Linked DNA regions of Pan troglodytes: all the other regions are linked to region 2. A link is a contact called in public Hi-C data. All regions are on one chromosome and are shown on one strand. The core of a region is the stretch at or near the end of the contact, and the rest is flanking DNA. Distances in the headings are between cores, read along the strand shown. Region 1 has its middle 31 kb from the start of COMMD9. Region 2 overlaps LDLRAD3 (low density lipoprotein receptor class A domain containing 3). Region 3 has its middle 120 kb from the start of LDLRAD3.

What was found. A called contact is a pair of places that touch in the nucleus more often than the background predicts.
Region 1: a contact with region 2 is called in a Hi-C map of stem cell-derived neural progenitor cells, with 4 times the contacts expected there. The contact joins two enhancer-like sites. A contact is called at or near these places in 3 of 7 Hi-C or Micro-C datasets (induced pluripotent stem cells and stem cell-derived neural progenitor cells).
Region 3: a Hi-C map of stem cell-derived neural progenitor cells shows a contact between it and region 2, with 4 times the contacts expected there. The contact joins two enhancer-like sites. A contact is called at or near these places in 2 of 7 Hi-C or Micro-C datasets (induced pluripotent stem cells and stem cell-derived neural progenitor cells) and 1 of 1 other capture datasets (stem cell-derived neural stem cells).

The regions. Positions count from the first base shown.
Region 1 is chr9:40,270,200-40,272,899 of NHGRI_mPanTro3-v2.0_pri, forward strand. No RefSeq gene overlaps it. Among named protein-coding and RNA genes, the nearest start is that of COMMD9, 31 kb to the right of the region's middle. Within about 2 kb of position 1,257, at least 4 of the 24 cell types and tissues checked have an H3K27ac peak or open chromatin away from gene starts, as enhancers often do. A contact at or near this core is called in stem cell-derived neural progenitor cells, where this site is marked.
Region 2 is chr9:40,086,851-40,089,550 of NHGRI_mPanTro3-v2.0_pri, forward strand. The region is part of intron 2 of LDLRAD3 (low density lipoprotein receptor class A domain containing 3); the gene reads left to right. Among named protein-coding and RNA genes, the nearest start is that of LDLRAD3, 130 kb to the left of the region's middle. Within about 2 kb of position 1,276, at least 11 of the 24 cell types and tissues checked have an H3K27ac peak or open chromatin away from gene starts, as enhancers often do. A contact at or near this core is called in stem cell-derived neural progenitor cells and stem cell-derived neural stem cells, where this site is marked.
Region 3 is chr9:39,831,493-39,834,192 of NHGRI_mPanTro3-v2.0_pri, forward strand. No RefSeq gene overlaps it. Among named protein-coding and RNA genes, the nearest start is that of LDLRAD3, 120 kb to the right of the region's middle. Within about 2 kb of position 1,444, at least 11 of the 24 cell types and tissues checked have an H3K27ac peak or open chromatin away from gene starts, as enhancers often do. A contact at or near this core is called in stem cell-derived neural progenitor cells and stem cell-derived neural stem cells, where this site is marked.

The sequences.
Region 1 (2,700 bases), core at 7-2,506, 180 kb after region 2:
AGCTCAGGGGCTCCTGAGCCGATCTTGTCTTCCTTTGATGGATGGGTGGCAAGGGAGTAGGGCTGGGGCCAGGGGCCTGTCTGTGGAGGATGGAGGCAGATGGAGTGGGGCAAGGCAGCAGGCAGGTAGGAGAAATGAAAGGGCTTCACATCAAAGAAAGAGAAGCCAATCAACTGGAGTATTCTCTGTCCTCTGAGATTGGATCTGAGCTCTAATTTGTGAATCTTAGTTAAGTTTTGAAAACCAAAAGCAAGGGGCTGCTGGACCTCCTACGTAACAAAAGTGTTTGTTGAAAAGATTCAGAACCGTGACAAAGATATAGCTCCCGCAGAGCTCTAAAGAGAAGGGAATTCAAGCTCCAGAAGGTGGGGACCCCACAGTGAAAATGACAAACAGGGTTCACACTCTCCTAGAGCTTGTCTTCCAGTGGGAGTACACAGACAATGCCAAACAAGATCATTTCAGCAAGTGTGATACGTAAAAAAGATGCTCTGTGACTTTGGGTTGAGTGGTCAAGGAAGCCTCCCTGAGAAGGTCACACTGGAGCTGAACCCTGCGCAGCCACATGTGGATCTGGGGGAAGTGTATTCTAGGGTGACCAAACAGTTGGTGCCAAGGTCTTGTGCAGAAGGGAGTTCAATGTGATTGAGGAACAGAGGGAGGTCAGCATGCCTGGGGAAAGTGCAGGGAGGAGAGGGGGCCCACTGAGCCGGGGAGGCTGGGACAAGGACCGCAGGTGTTATGATGAGCCTCGTGGCAGGTTTTAAGTGTAAGAGTGATGACATCTGATGGGTTTAAAGTGACCACTCAGCCATCTGGCACAGAATGGATTTCAGGGGACAACAGAAGGGGTGAAGCCTGTTAGGAGGATGTCAGGAGTCCAGGTGAGGGCTACACCTAAACTAGTGTGGACAGTGGAACTGAAGGGCATGGCAAATGGACCCACGTTGTGAACAGAGAAGAGAACCGCTCTTTACAACTCGTGAGGGAGCGATCACAAAGGAGCCTCACTTGACGGTGCCACAGGGTGGGGCTCTGAGGAAAGGAGGCAGATCACAGCCAGGTCTGCACTGTCTAGGATAAAAAGGGTTTGGGAGGAGTCCCTGATTCCAGCCCCATTCCTAGCATGAGCGAGTTTCTTTTATCCCAGGGCTCAGCAGATGGGAGGGCAGGCGACTTACCCCGGGACTGGGCAGCTGATGGCGGGCCTTCTTTCTGGACTAGTGCTCCCCCTGCAGGAATCGCTGAATGCATAGCTTAGAAAAGTGAGACGCTTCAGGGGGTTTGGAAAAGGGAAGTGCATTGGATGAGGCCAGGACACGTGTGTAGTGAGGCCCAGAGTTCTGTGTTGTGGTAGCCTCTGAGCCCTGGCAGCTCCAGCCCTGGGGAGGACTGTCCGTGCAGCTTCCACTGTTTGTCTGGATGGAGTACAGAGCTTCTGCAGGTGCTCCATCTTCGTCGGCAGCAAGGTTCAGAGGGAAAAGGTCCAGGACAAAGCTTAAGGAAGGACAGGTCAGCAGGGACCCACTTCTTACTACTCTCCCACAGCTGGCCAGGCTCCCAGCAGCCCCACCTCCAGCATGCAGGAGCAGCTGGGGACTGCTGGGCTGGAGACGGCATGAAGGTGCTGTAGAGGCACCCCTGGGAACCACTGTGCTGGTGGAGAGGGACAGAAGAGAGGAGAAAGGGCTTCAGAACAAATGCAGACCACTCAAGACTTGGTTCTCCCTGGGGCAACCTCCCAGACCTAAGTCCATTCACTCACTCACTCACCAATATTTGAGACACCAGTGATATAGCCAAGAGGTAAAATGAGGAAAGAAACGGGGAAGGAAGAAAAGAAGGGAGGGAGGAAAAAGAGAAAGGGATGGAGGAAAAGGGCACAGGCCCCGCCCTTATAAACCTCATAGCCTAGTAGAGAAAAAAACAGGAATCAAAGAATTACAGGCCCATGAGTTGGAGGTTCCAGCCAGACTGAATGAGCGTGAATTCCTGCAGTCAGTTCTGAGCACTTCACTGTCTCCTCTGAGCCTTTGCATGTGCTGTCCCTCTGCCTGGCTATCTTCCCTGTGTCCCTCCCTCCTTTATCAGGGGAGGGAGCAGAACTGAGGCTGGGCCAGTAGGACATGTTCACTGGGGCAGCTAAAGGCTCAATTGAGGTCTGAGGAGGGGAGACTAGTAGACGCTTCTCATTCAGAGGGACCATGGCCTGGGGGGCTTTCTTGTGATGACACTCAGCAGTGACATGAGTGGGACGGGGTTTCCAGTCCCCATAGCATGTGCTTCCCCTCAACCTTTCACCAAGGACCTACCACGTGCCAAAGACTAAGCAATGGGGATAGAAGGTGAACAAGACTAGTGTGGCCCCCCGCCCTGCTCTCAGACCTGCCAATCTCCAGGGTTTGTTTTCTTGAGACTCCTGATGCTGCCTGGCCTGAGTCAGAACTAGGGATTCCTGATCTCTGCATATCCCTTACCAGCCATCCAAGACAGCAAGAGCTGTTACCCTCTGGCTAACTCTTACTTATGCTTCCAGTCTCAGTCAGATGTCATGTCCCCAGCTCAGCCTCCCTGGGGGTCCCTTGACATGCTCCACAACCTCTGTACCTCCCCATCATTGCCCTGGGCCAGAACAGGCTCTGACTGTGTCTCAATAGAGACAAAAAAACTCTGAGATCACAATACCACTTTGGCTTCCTA
Region 2 (2,700 bases), core at 26-2,525:
CTGGTGGAACAGAGAGGCTTCCACATTGCAGCCTCTGTCCAGCTCTTTTGTATGATTGCTGCCTGGGAAGAGTCTGGGGAGGTGGCCAGAGACAGCAAGCCCATGCTGAAGTTTCCATCATCCTCCCGGACCTTGAGCAGCCCTGAGCCCTTCCCAGGCAGATTGGGAGCTACAGGCATGATGTCTGGGGAAGAGCCTTCTATACAAGGCCTGGAAAGTTCTCCTGTGGGAGAAGGGCTTTTTCTTGGGAGTCTCTCCTGTACCTGTCCCAGATGAGGGGTTTGATCAGGTATGGCTCTAGGGTACCCTGCCTAAAGTGTAGTGTAGTTAAAAGAAGCTGGACTCAAGAGCAGAAGAACTGGACTATAGGCCAGTCTGACCCTAAATAGCTATGTGACTTTGGGCAAGTCCAGTTGCCTCTTTGGGCCTCAGTTTTGTCATCTGTGGAACGTGAGAATTAGTTACTGAGTGCACCTATGTGGACTGCCTGTGTGCCCCAGCTGTTACACGAGTCTTTGTCCTTAGGATATCACAACCTGGAGACACTGGAATGCCTCCTGGCCCCCTCTAGTTCTCACGTGGACCCCAAATATGGGTCCCAGGACTGTCTCTGATTTATGACCTGGTTGTCACTGGCCTCTGGTGAAATGGGAAAAATAAGGACATCTAGTGAACATGTAGCTATAAAGTTTCTACCCTTTCAGGGTGGAGAGTTCTTTACTCTGAGACTTTGCCTTCCTGTATTTCGGATGCTAAGGCAGCTGTTTATTTAGGGTATTAGTAAGTAGAGCTCATTGCTGGTGTTTTTGTAAGTCTTTGTGTAAAATAAAAAGTTGGCAATTGTATTAGTCTTTCCTCCACTCTCATCTACTTTTTTTATTTTTTATTTTGCTGATCTGTGAATTCCAGGACTGTGGGAAGTAGGCTCTAAAAAGTGGGGACATGACTTAGATCAGGAAATAAACCCAACTCACAGGAGACCCTTGGTCCCCATCTTCCTGCTAATGAAAGCTACCGCTTTGAAAAGTTTGTGGACCAGATCCTTGAAAAGTGGTGAATTCAAGTATTCAATGGAGTAGAGTCACCCTGTCTGCCTTTGTCAGGGCTACTTTAAAGACAGGCAGGGTCAGTCTTTCGCCTTCTGTCAGGCGCTGCTGAGTTCTACGAGGAAATCTCCCCTTTGTGGAAATAGGGGATGAGAGAGGGACAGTCGGGGCCTTGCCCAGGACCCCCCTTCCCCACAGCCCTGTAGCAAGTCATGCAGGCAGGGAGCAGCTGACAGCTGTTGTCTGGGATAGGCTTCTCTCTGCCCCTGCCAGGCACTCGGCTGGTTGCCTGTGATCTGCTTTGCAGGCATGTGATGATGCAAATGTAAATCATAACAGGACAAGCTTCCCTGACATAAATAGCAACTGAGCATGCTGACCAGGCAGGAAGTCTCATTAGTAATTCCTGAAAAGGGTGCAAGGGCAGGGCCAAAGAGCTGGTTAATTGAATGATGGCTAATCCATTTATAATTATTCATATTTTCACTCTTTTCTCTTTCTCCCATAAAACCTAGTCCTCTGGAGCTGGGCCGGTCCTTAGAGAAATCTAAGGAGGCGGCAGAGCAGCTGTGCCATGGGAAAGATTTGAACCTTGACTTTGTTTATTAGCAGTGTCAAGTTACTTCACTTCTGGACCTCAGTTTTCTTATCTGTAAAATGTTTTTTTGTGTGTGTGTGAGAACTTAAAGAAAAAGATATCTGTGAAACAGAGCGCAATGCTTAGCTCATACTAAGCATTCAGAAAATGCTAGCCATGTTCTCCGGCCTCACTCTTTCCTTTTATAGGTTCATTTGGACATTATGCAAATATTTATGAGGCACATGGTGTAGGCACTGTATGGTGCAGCTCCTTTAAAAATGGTAAATGAAAGTATGCAAATGAGTGTACGTTCTTGGAGGCTGGAAGGCAGAGGCGTTAGCCAAACAGCTTAATACAAAACTGGGGAGACCAAGTAGTGATGCGTCCTGTGAAGGGAAAGAAAAGAAGGCTGAGGGTTAGAGCGACTAAGGGTGGGAGTGTAGATTCTACTGCAGATAGTGCAATGATTCAAGAGACTGAGTAAGATGGAGGAGTGAGCCATGCTGAGCCCTGGGAAAAAGACATTCCAGGCAGTGGGAACAGAGAGTGCAAAGGCCCTGAGGTGGGAATATGCTGGCTGGGCTTGAGAAGGAACAAGGAAGCCTGTGTAGTTAAGATTTCCAAGATGGGAAGATCTTCATGGCCTTCATGAGAAAGCCTGGAATTGGAGAGCAGCATGATGACTCTAGGTTTCATTCTAATGTAATGGGAAGGCAGTGACGTTCTTACTAGAGGAGTGATGTGCTGAGGCTTGAGGAAACACTCTCAGCGTAGATGGCAAAGCCTATAAGCGTTCTTCCCTCATCCCTCAAAAGGTGATCAGAACCAGACTGGCTGATCAAGGACCGTGTGTCAGAAGCTTGAACCTGTCTGGAAGGACATGATGGCTGGAGAGCTGGCAGAGGGGCAAACCTGACCCTGGAAAATGGAACTCCTCTGCTTTTCTGTTACTGTAGACTTTCCCAGCAGAAGCTAAAATGCCCATCTGTGCAGAAAAAGCATTAACGCAGCAGGCCTGACTGCTGCCCTTTGAAAAGTCTGCTTGGAACATTGGCCCTTGGCTGGCATCTGGGA
Region 3 (2,700 bases), core at 194-2,693, 260 kb before region 2:
CTTTTTGCATAAGAATGATCATGTAGCATTGCTTTTAAGGGCAAAAAATGTGGTAATGACGTCAGTATTCATTAACAGGGGACGGGCTAAGTGTCTGAGGATCTGTCCTTGTAGAAGAACACTCTCCAGAAAATCAAGGGTAGGTTTGTCTCTGCTGACTCAGCCCAGCAAACAGTGCTTCCGAAAATCACTGAGGCCTCCAAGTTCAGATTGGGAATCACAACTTTCCTTCCTGCAATCACAGAACATTCTCTGGGAAGCTAATCAGGATGACTTTTCTTTAACTGGGAAGAGTGGATTTGTGTCACTCCAGCCAAACTCTGAAGAGGCACAAGCCCTAATGAGGAAGAGATCAAGGAACATTGTTGAACGATACCCTGGTTCTCAGTATAATCCCATCTCACGACTGTGACCTTCAAGTCATAGGGCCAGTAGAGTAGGTCAAATGAGTTAAAACCCTAACTTTTGGACTTTGATAACCTTCCTTAGAGCTCTCTACTGTGAGAAGAAAAGGTCATCTGCTAGGCCATGTTCAAGCAAAGAAAAGTGGGATTTTTCCCATCTCTCATGATTCCCCAATCCCAATCCTTTAGGGTTTACCTATTCATGTTAACCAAAAACACTGAGTTGGAAGTGGAGCCAAGCCCCTTACCACTTTACCACTCCCTAACCTCATTCCTGTTATGTCTGATTTCTACCAAACAGGAGCATTAACCGAGATCCCTTTCCCCAAAACAAAAGCTTTGCCCATTTGAGGCTCTTGTTTTGTTTGGGCCCTTCTTGCTATCCTTCTCTTGTTCTGCGCTTCGTTTTCTCTGGGCCCCATTCATTCCAGTTTCACGAGAGAAGAGGAGAAAGTACAGACCACAAGAAGGAAAAGTATTGTAATTCTGGTTGCTTTTTTACCCACAGATGACGACTCCTATTGTAGCAGCCGCATCACGTGTATCATTGAGCGCTCCATCGTGCCCTTGACCCTTCCTAGTCCCGGCTCCTTGTCTTGGAGCAACAAAATGAAAAAGCTGAAGGCCAGGCGTGGTGGCTCACGCCTCTAATTCCAACACTTTGGGAGGCTGAGGTGGGTGAATCACTTGAGGCCAGGGGTTGGAGACCAGCCTGGCCAACATGGTGAAACCCCGTCTGTACTAAAAATACAAAAATTAGCTGGGCATGGTGGTTTATGCCTGTAATCCCAGCTACTCGGTAGGTGGAGGCATGAGAATCGCGTGAACCCGGGAGGCGGAGGTTGCAGTGAGCTGAGATCGTGCCACTGCCCCCTCCAGCCTTGGGGACAGAGTGAGACTCTGCCTCAAAAAAAAAAAAAAAAAAAAAAAGCTGAGGCGAACGCCTCTGCGCCCCCTAGAGGTTGGAGAGTGCAACCAACAATGAGTGTGAACACATGGAAAAGCTCAGTGCCAGCCTCCAAGCTGTTAGCAATGAAGAGGGAGCTTGTGGGGCAGGCTGATCCAAGTCCCAACCGCCCTGAAGGGAGATTATAATCCCCAGTTCCTCCTCAAGAACTTCTCCATTGTAAGGCAAATCCCACTTTTCTTCTTGCTCCCATATTGGCACCTAGATATCAAGGGAGGCAAAACCAAATCCTTGGCGTCTCAGCTCTGCTTTTGTAAACCAATTTCCCCACTAATAAGAATTGGAGATTGTGTTTCCCCGTGCAGTGCCAGACCAGGCCAGCAGGGGTCTAACATTAGTTGCTTTTAACCTACAATGACTGGCTCTCCACCGTAGTGGCTGAGTGAGTGAACTTGAAGTGAAGAGCTAATAGCCATGACTGGAGAAAACACGTATAAATAGTGCATCCATTTTTGTAGTAAGACTAAAAACAGTCCAACCCACAGGATATCGATTTTCCTTATCCACAATGAAGTGCTTGGTTTAATACACTTTTCCTGTTTAATCTGAAAATGCATTCATAAATAGAGCTATCTTAATCCAGGATCTTGGACCATCCAGATTTCTGTCTGAAACAGTTCACTAATTGCTGTTTGGTCTCTAAAGAGGATGCCATGAGGACTAAAGATTATATAATAAAAAAGACAATGTCTCAAAAAGCAAATGTCTCCAACTTATAGATGTCATAGTTTTAAAAACAAAAAAACACATGAGTTTAGTATTTCTGGATCATTCTTAAGGTTGGTATTTGAAACTGTAAGCTCAAATCTTTACATTGTCCTTGAATATATTTTCACTGTGGCTATTAATTACAACAATGATTAAATACCTAAAAAACTATTGTACTTTCCAGTTTTCAGTCTTTTTACATACATTATCTCATGTGGTCCTTTAATACAAGAAAAAAATTAGTCTCATTTTATGGCCAATGAAATTGAGGCTCAGAGAGGTAAAGAATGTTGCCTGAGATCACACCACTAGTAGTAGCAGAGCTGGTAATTTTCCATGCCAAATGCAGCAATTAAAGTCCATGGGCATTACAGGACATTTACATATGCAAACATTTATGTAATGCAACCTTATTATGAATGGCATTTTTCAGCAACTAACCTGATTTTACTTATTAATATCTATTTATATCTTGTTGCTATGATAGAATAATCATACTATAATTTCTTTAAATTAACGGAATGCATGCTTTTGATGAAGTGCACATTCCTTCACATAGCCCTCCCTGTTCTATGTTTGGCTCTTTGATGAGATAGCAGGAAGTGGCAAGAATCCAATCTA